Linked DNA regions of Urocitellus parryii: region 2 is linked to region 1. A link is a contact called in public Hi-C data. All regions are on one chromosome and are shown on one strand. The core of a region is the stretch at or near the end of the contact, and the rest is flanking DNA. Distances in the headings are between cores, read along the strand shown.

The links. Hi-C and Micro-C count contacts between places; a contact is called where the count stands out from the background.
Region 2: a contact with region 1 is called in a Hi-C map of liver, with 3 times the contacts expected there. The contact joins the promoter of Fbxo15 here to the promoter of LOC113182685 in region 1. A contact is called at or near these places in 2 of 2 Hi-C or Micro-C datasets (liver and muscle).

What each region holds. Positions count from the first base shown.
Region 1 is chr13:4,114,425-4,118,995 of mUroPar1.hap1, reverse strand. It overlaps LOC113182685 (cytosolic non-specific dipeptidase), which reads left to right and starts at 2,478. Exons shown (of 12, transcript XM_026388690.2): 1 at 2,478-2,505.
Region 2 is chr13:4,378,463-4,383,033 of mUroPar1.hap1, reverse strand. It overlaps Fbxo15 (F-box protein 15), which reads right to left and starts at 1,970. Exons shown (of 10, transcript XM_026388695.2): 1 at 1,834-1,970. The coding sequence starts at 1,970. Timm21 (translocase of inner mitochondrial membrane 21) reads left to right here and starts at 2,620. Exons shown (of 6, transcript XM_026388678.2): 1 at 2,620-3,141. The coding sequence starts at 2,841.

The DNA of each region.
Region 1 (4,571 bases), core at 1,229-3,728:
AATTGGGAGCATTTGGAACTGAAGCATTTGGATTAATTGACCCCATGGAAACCAACATGGAGCCAGAGACTCCTAGAGACCAACTATGGGAGGACTAGAATTTACCAGCCTCCAAGGTTAGGGTGGTGTGGAGTCCTTTACAGTTGTCCCTCCTAATCTCCTTATACTGCTTCCTTCTTTCTTCCACTCTATCTGGCAATTATTCTCTGAAAAAGTCACCAACTACTTCTCTGCATCAAGGTTTCTGGAGAATAATTACTGTCTCCAAAGAGGTTTCTGTTCCCAGGAAAATTCTTCGTTTTCCAGAAGGGTGATTATTCCCATTGTTGGCATGTTGAGTGAAACGGGGTTTATAAGAACGCAACCAGATTCTGGAGATTAAACTCTATCTCCTGCTGGAAACTGAAAATTGCAGCCACTGGAAGCCTGAGCTAATGTTGCTTGAATAGATTAATAATCAATCGTAAGTTCCATAATGCTTACATTTCCTAAGTTCTCATTATTCCCCTTTCCAAAGCACCCAACCCCTGGCCACCTATGTTATGGCTTGGATGTTAGGTGTCCCCCCAGATCTCCTGTGTTTCTGCAGGAATGTTCAGAGGTGAAATGACTGGATTGTGAGACTTGTCATCTAATCAGTCCTTTCTAGTTTGAATGACTAGATGGTCACTGTAGGCAGATGGGACACGGCTGGAGGAGGTGGGTCAATGGGGTGATTTCTCTAAAGGATTATCTTCCCTGTGGCCCCTTCTTCCTTCTCTTTCTGCTTCCTGATCCTCCGTCCTCCATTGGGACCTTCCCCCATGATGTACTGCCTCATCTTGGGCCAGACCAAGGAAGTCGGCCTTCTATGGACTGAGACCTCTGAAACCCTGAGCCCCAATACACCTTTCCTCTAAGTTGTTCTTGTCAGGTATTTTGGTCACAGCCACACAAGAGTTAACTAAAACACCCATCTCCATATTTCTCTCCTAGTTTTCTCTCATAATGTCCCTGTTCCCAAATCCAGCAGAGAAGACTAGAAACATATTATCTATCTCCTGACAACTAAGGCCAGATTCATTGCTATGCAGCCACCTGCAATGCACCCTTTACCAGAGATGAAATGGATGTGCAGGGCCACCTGCTGGAAATTCAAAGCAGCACACTCTACTCAGATGCTAACTCATTTACTGACCAGTTGTGTAGGGCAGTGGACTTGTGACTGACTGATACCCAAGGCACAGGCTTTCTCAGGAGGGCTCAGAGTTTAAAGGGCATCACTTTCCAGCTCTCAAATCCCACGGGGGATTTCCCCTAGAATTGACAGGCCAGGAAACACACAGGTAGCAGAGCAGAGCCCTGCTGTTCCTCCTGGTCACAGACTGTCCTGAGAGAGGATGCACAGGCAACACTTACAGAGCCCTCACTCAAAGCCAGGCATTGTTGTAGCTGCTGTGCCTTTACCAGCTCATGGAAAACTTCTCAAGTTCTAGACAAAGGCGCAAGTCCAAATTCAACTCTCATTGGAGAATGCCTCCTTAATTGAGGTCTGGAGCATATAGGCATCTTTTTCAGGATAGGATCTATAAAGTTCTCCTTTGTAATAATTAACATATTTCCAGGAAAAAAAGCGTTCTACATTAAGAATAAAACTTACACTTTCTTAATATTTATTGAGATTCATAATTAACTACTGTTTATCAGATGATGATTAAAATTGTAAACGCACATTTCTGTACCTGCCCCCAAATGTGAAAGGTGTACAAGCTTTGCAAAATTCTTTTGAGAATACTCTTATAAAAAGATTAGCAGACCGCGGAACAACTTCCAGGGTTAAAAAGGGAAGCAGCAGATACTCAAATCGTGGTGGGTATGCTTGCTTTCTTCATGAATTCCTGGAATTGTGAAACTTAAACAGACTTCTCTTGGGAGTGGTGATAGTGCATGTGTTGCAATCAAGTATCTCAAACTGGAATGTACTTGAAAGTGTGGCTTGCAGAATGCTACTCCTTGGATTCTGCTGGTACAGCGGTGCAAACACAGGTCTCGGTGGAAAACATCAGGTCCAAAGCCTGGGAACTCAGAAAACGCAAGCTAGGTTCCTCAGTTTCGGACTTCAAAGCTGCACTGAAGATCTACACGACCTCTCGCACCCCACAGTCGAAGCACCACACCCCCGACCAACCCCGGCGAGAGCCGGGAAGCCCAGCTCTAGACCACCGCCCGGGGCCAGCGCTCCAGGGCGACCGGCCTTCACGCCATTCAGCCCCGGCAGACTTTATGCCCCGCCCTCACCGCGCGCTAGCGGAGGAGGGGCGGGGCAAGACGAGGCCCGGGATTGGTGGGCGGGGCATGTGGAGGGGCGGGGCGAGACAGTTCGACTAGGACGAGGATTGGTGGGCGGGGGGTGGAGAGGGGCGGGGCAAGACAGTCCTGGACGAGGCTGGGGATTGGCGGGCGGGGTGGGGCGCGGGCCGCTTGAGGGCGTGGCCTTGGACACGTGGTGCGGAACCGGCGCCTTGGGTGAGCGGGCCTCATTGGCTGGACCTTCCTTCTCTGGTGGGCGATCCGGGCCTCTGGCGCCCAGGCGTGAGGGCTCGCGCAGCTGCAGGAGTCGCACTCCTTGGTGTGGGAGCGTCGGGCCCCAGGCCGCAGCCGGTGAAGCCCGGCTGTCCCGAGCGCGGTCGGCGGTAGAGGCCCTAGCGGGGTCGCGGATCGGAAGGGGCCTCTCGCGCCGCATCCCGAGGGGCCAGCCGAGCGTCCGGGCGGGTGAGGGGACCTGCTCGACCGCGCCCGGGCTCCGGCCTGCGTGGCGACCTGGTGCAGGTGGGGTGGCGGGGAGCAGCGTGCAGCTGGTGCTGCCCTGGGGAGGTCTGTGGTGCTCAGCCTTCTGCAGACACGCTCAGGCCTGGCTCGCCCTGGCGCTTGAGGCGGAGGATTCCCCAGCGGCGGGGACATTCCCTCGCCAACTCGCTGGTGTGGCAGGCCCCTTACTCCATCACCTGTTTCCTCTGTAAAATGAAGCCTGTGCCTGGTCCCCTGCACTAATGCCCTTGAGTCCCGGGGCCCCACAGAGGGGGCCACCAGTGTGGTTGGCTTCTGGAGAGGCAGCCTGGTTCAGACTCTGGGTAACGAAATCAGGAGAACCCCTCCTGGGACCCGTTCCGGATAGCCTGTGTTGTCTCAGATGTTGGCAGGGAGGAGTGGCAAAAAGTAGTTTCGTGATATGTTTAGGATGAAATTCTAGAATAGGCAAATAGGAGATCGATCCCCACCCGCGGTTTAGTGAGGGTAGTAGTTCTCTAACATATACCTTGAGGTCTCAGGGGAAAAAGATTGACACTCAGAATTAAAAGAATCATTTGTGTATATCGCTGCCTAGTTCATATCATTTCTCCTTCCCCTCTTAGCAGCCTCTATTTAAATGTTGCTCCCCATGAACTTTATATTTTTAGAGGGGAGGAAGCCTGTCATATATTTGGAGGGATAATATATTGCTTTTGTTCTTTCCTACATACTGCGTTTACCTTAGTGAGTTTCATCAAGTCACATAAAAGTGGTTCCATTTAGTGGCTTTGGTGTTAGTGGAGGTGAAACAGAAGTCAAGTACTGAGTGGGAGACCAAAAATCGGAACCTGCCCAACCTGCTCTGCTTTCTGACAGTTAATATAGGGGAGGTGCTTTGAGCAGTCCTTGTGGTAACTGAACAATCTGTATCTGTTTACTCTTGGCCAAGAGGCACAGCTTAGACAATTACATCTTTGAGTGCTTTAGAAAGCCATTAGTTAATTGACTAAAAAAAAAAACAATACTAATGAGATGATTCCACAGTGAGTTTGGAATTTGTGGTATTTAGTGACCAGAAACTCAAAGGAAAAGCACCCAGTGTAGGATATGGTCTGGCTGAACAAGATTTCATCTCATGTAAATAGGTGGCTTCTCTGTGTGCATTTTCTGGTGACAGATGGCTGAAATTTGACTCATTAACACTCATAAAGATGCCTCAGCAGCATTCATGGACTTTGTTCTACTTGAGACTCTTTCCCATGAATGCCTAAGCTGGGGCATTACGAGTTGGCCCAGAGTATGGAAATAATCATGCTTTCTTGCTAGTGTCTGTGAGGAAGAAGGGGAAAAGGACATTGAGAGCTTCGTGGTGTGATCTCCTACCCATATAGAAAGCACATCTGCCCTACTGTGCAGCTGGAGAACCTTCCTCAGTCTGCTGTGCGGCTGCCACACTTCATGTCACACGGATCAAGTCAGTCACCTATTTACAACAGCCCTAGAGCCCTATACCAAGAATATATGCTGTTCAATAACAGTGTGTCAGTGTGCAAGCATTTGCCCTGCACCCACTTCAGACCCATAAAGTTGTGGTAGGATCTTGTCACTTTGCTGCACTCAGGACGAATCTGCTCAGACAGCTGATCTCTTTTCTATTTCTGTTTAAGTCTTGAGTTTTTGAAGAAAGAGGAGAGACACTGCTTTGAAAGTTAGAGACATTTTTATTTTGTCTTCATTCTGATTTTTTAAAGCAGTCCCATGATTTACTTGCCCTGCGTCTGTAAGATAGAGCAGGAGTCAGG
Region 2 (4,571 bases), core at 721-3,220, 260 kb before region 1:
CAAGTTATGGAACCAGCCTAGGTGCCCATCAATAGAAGAATGTATATAGAAAATGAGGTATGAATACACAATGGAGTTCTACTCAGCCATAGAAAAGAATGAAATTGTGCCATTTGCTGGTAAATAGATGGAACTGTAAAAACATCATGCTAAGTGAAATAAGACTGAGAAAACTAAGGGTTGAATGTTTGTTCTGATATGCAAAATATAAAGAGAAATAAGGAATTAAAAAGGGGGACCTCATGAAAACAGAAAGCAGAACATTGGAGTAGAGAAAGGGGACTGAGGGAGGAGGGTTGGAAAAGGGCAAGAACTGTGGAAAGAAAGTATTCTATATGCTTGTATGAGTATATCATCATGAATTCCACTTTATGTATAACTGTAATGCACGGGTTAAAAAATAAATAGAAGGAAGACCAACAGAATAGAGGTAGGGGATCAGGAGGGAGAAGACATATAAGGGGGTAGTACTGGGGATATAAACAGCACCAAATTGTATTAAATGCCATTCATATGTCAAAATGAACTCCACAACTGTGTTAAACTATAATGCACTTTTTAAAAGTAGCTTCTCAAACCAGAGTTATTCTATTTTTAGCAGCTGACTTCCATTTACCAAGTAGCATCTATACATGTTCACACCACAGGCTGAAATGCAGTTTCCCATGCCAGGCATAATGACTGGCACTGAAGTGAACATCATTCCACCAGGAAGTTCACTCAACTTACAAAGAAAAGATTCATCATATAAAAGTCATTCTGCTTCCCCCAACAGAGCACTACATAAAAACTAATTTTAGTAATTGAGGCAAACTGACTTAAAGCTTAACTTTCCTACTGAAAAGCCAGTTTTTCTGTTCTGCGTAATAACTTTTGCAAGCACTGTGACCTTTGGTTTGCCACAGGGTTGCGCTTTATCCAGCACTATAGCCTTTCAAACAAGAACTGCGGTCGTGGCACTGAAGAACCGGGCTGTGCGACGCGGAGTAGCGGAGACCAGGGAGGACAGAAGCACTCCTCCAGCCAGGGGAGGGGGGGGGGGACTTGAGGTAACATCGAAGGCTTCAAGACAATTGGCCTTTCGCTCCGTAGCCCAACAGCCTTGGGAACAGGGAATCCTCAAGAACGTAGGATCCTAGCATTATTCCTGCACAGAATAACGGGGGCAGGGCCAGACACAGCCGGCGAGGAAACCGGGAGGCAGTGCGGTGCCTCAGCAGCGCGCAGGCGCTCGGGACCTCCCGGATCGAGTCCCCTCCTAGGGTCAAACCGGATTCGGCTGGAGGGCGGCGCCTCCCTCTCCCAGCCCGGCCCCCCGGCCCCCCACACTGCAGAGAGGCCTCCCTGGGTCCGCAAGCCTAAGAGAGGCGGCGGCAGGGCAGGGTCCTGTGTGGAACTGGCGACCTGGCCCGCGGCGGCGGCGCAGCGCCTCCCCGACCAGCCTCCACCAGAGGACCGTGCCGGGGAGCGACGGCGCCCAGCCGCCAGCAGGTCAGCCCCGGGGAGGTCCCGGGGTTGCCCCTCCTGGCCCACACCTAGGGCAAGGGGTGATTCCCGCCCCAGACTCCTGCAGACACTGGCAGAGCCTGCCGCGCGGGCAGCGCTGGGCTCTTCCCGGGAAGTACCAAAGAGTAGGAAACCCACTTTTCCAGGGTGAGGGGACCTTTCTACCGTCCTGCACCCTTTCCCGCGTTTAAAAAAAAAAAAAAAAAGCGCGCCACCAGTCACGTGGCGACGTCCGACCAATAAAAGCACTCGCTCGAGAGCAGCAGGCGGGGACGTCCGCCAAGGGTTCACGGGTGGGGTAGACACGCCAGTGGACCCCACAGTCACCTGAACCCGGTGGCCCCGGCACGCCACGCGACCGGCCCCGCGCTGCCCCGCGGCCAGCCGCCACCCTGGAGGGGCCCGCGCTGCGCCTGGAGGCCAAGCCAGTGCTGCCTCAGGATCCGCCCGCGTCCGGTCGCCATGGAGACCTGGTGGGGCCCGCCCAGCGGCGCGACGCTTCGGAGAGCACCTAGGCTCTGCGCACGCGCAGAAGCGCGGCCGCCTTCGCGCGTGCGTACACTGGCGCTACTGACGTTGTCGCCTAGCTACCAGATGGGAGTTCTAGACGCTTCGGGGCTGGCTTCTTTCCCAGGCCCCCGTCGTTCTGATGCCCAGGACGCCAGGCGTCAAGTCCGCCGCTGGGACTTTACGACACCTTTGCCTGCTTTTTGGCATCCCTGTTCATTTTCACTTGGCTGTTGTCTGGTTTTCTTGAGAAAAAAACACAGAAATGAAATTATTTGCCAATAAGTTCAAATGGGCCACCATGAGGCGAAGGATTCTCCAGTTAACACAGCCTTCTCCAGAACGATCAGGAGAACACACAGTTTACATCTGCTTATTTGATTCTTGCAACCTCTGCTGGACCTACCAGGACTGAGGCACAAGTTCCTGCGGCCCCTCCCCCTGCCGCCGGATGATGCGCGGCGCATGCGTGGCCATACGCGCAGAGGCCTCTGGGAGGCGCGGAGAGGGACAACGCGCTTGGCCGCCTTGCATTGTGGGAGATGCAGTGCTTGCCGCGGCCCTCGCGTGGCCCCCCAGTGTGCAGCACGGTCCGGGAACTGCCATTCCCAGACACCCAGGGGTTTCCCAGGCTGCTCTGCGGAGCAGTAGGGCGTGAATGTCAGCGCGGAAGGGTCAGGGCGCTCTCCAGCAAGTTGGAGGCCGGGAGGGAGGCGAACGCCGTGGAACGTGAAGGTGTGGATTTGTGCGTGGCCGGCCAGTCGTGTCGTGGATTGCGAAGCTTTGCTGCTTCGTGGCGTCCCTGAGCGGGACGGCTTTCTGTGAACATGATCTGTACTGTCCTAAGAGCTCTGCAGTACGCGGAGAGGCTGCACAGGTCCTCGGGGAAGCGGCTGTTGCTGCCAGACCGTGGGCTTCACAGGGCTGCCTTGAAGACTCAGCCCAGTTTGAGGTGGGGCTTGCGAGAGCCGAAGAAAACGGCGCAACCTAGATCTGTTCTTGGACTCGTCCAGAAAACGATCTGGACACAGGGACCGAGCCCCTGCAACGCACAGGAGGACCGCCGCAAGCAAGTGTCGGTGCACAGAGATCCGAGAGCGGAAACCGCAGTCTCAACCTCCCAGAAAGGTAAAGGCGGTACTTGCCTTCCAGTCAACCTGACAAGAGCTGACCATGTCCTTCTACCAAGTTTACACCTAAGGAGGGGAAAACGATTCAACGGAAGAACCGTTAAACTGTTTAGGACCAGGTTTCAAAAATTCGAATTTAGATATATGGAAGTTGATCTTGAATTTGATCATTTTGTTGCATACTGTCTAGGAGATTTTTCTCAGCATGTGTTTCAATGCCTATGAGAAAGAGAAATTGGATAGGATAGATTGAAGAGAGAGAGATTATCAAGTTACAACCAATAGGAAAAACTCAGTAATCACTTCATGGAATAATTGATGCTGTTCCCAGATACTGAGCTACACTTTGTAGACTACAAAATGAAAGACATCCAGAACATCCCTTGCCCTCACACATTAGGTGCAGTAATAGAACATACAAGCAGGAAAGATGAAATGTAATTTAGTCGGGAAAGTCAAAGGTATTTTAACAGGTATTTTAAGTTTAATTTTTTTCTTATTGTTGTGTTCTTCATTTCACAAGTATGTGGTAGAAAGAATGAAAGGCACAGAAAGCAATTCAGGCACTCATAATTATATGTCGCAGATAAAACAATTGTTTAGATATAATTTGTGTTATTTCAGTTAATATTTCTGATTTTTAACAAAAATTGGTATCCTGCCAATTGTTTTGTAATCTGCTGAACATGCTAAAAATATAATCTTTTGTTTAGGATAGCAGTTTAGCACACACACAAAAAAACTGATATGCAGAAATGAAAGATAAAGGTATGCATATGTATCAGTTACTCTGGCTCAAGGGGCAGTGTTGCTTGCACTACAGACTGGACCTGCCATAGAATCCTTTCTTGATGTGGATCCCATCCAAAGGTGACAGCACTTCTTGTTACTCAGCGAATGAATGGGAGCAGTATTTTCAAGTGTGGAATACACTGCCTCCAAAATGCAAAAAGACCTGCCATGCATTGCAGTCACAGTGTAGAATGCAAGAATTTGCCCTTTTTTTCATGGGATGGAATGGCATGGCATGTCTGAGACAGTACCTCCTGCAGGTCTCATTGATATGGTTAGTGAGCCTCTGAATCTAACAATTTTTTGTTTGTTTGTTTAGGCCTTTGTCAGGCCCATCATTCACACATGAAGCACAGATCTTACCAAATTTTCCAGTACACTTGCCACTTACTACTTATTGGCTCCAACAAAATGGCATCTACATAACAGCCAAACAGGTGATTTTGCTGAATGTGTGAAACACCATTGTCCAAATAAAACTTTGTGCAATAATGGAAATGTTTTATATCTGTGTTATCCAATATGATAGCCACTGGCTACATTACAGAGAGTGAGAAAGTAAGCAAATCCTGGGCAAGGCCACAGGTATCCCATTTTTATTACCATGCACTACTTCTGCTTCTCCACAATAGAGGT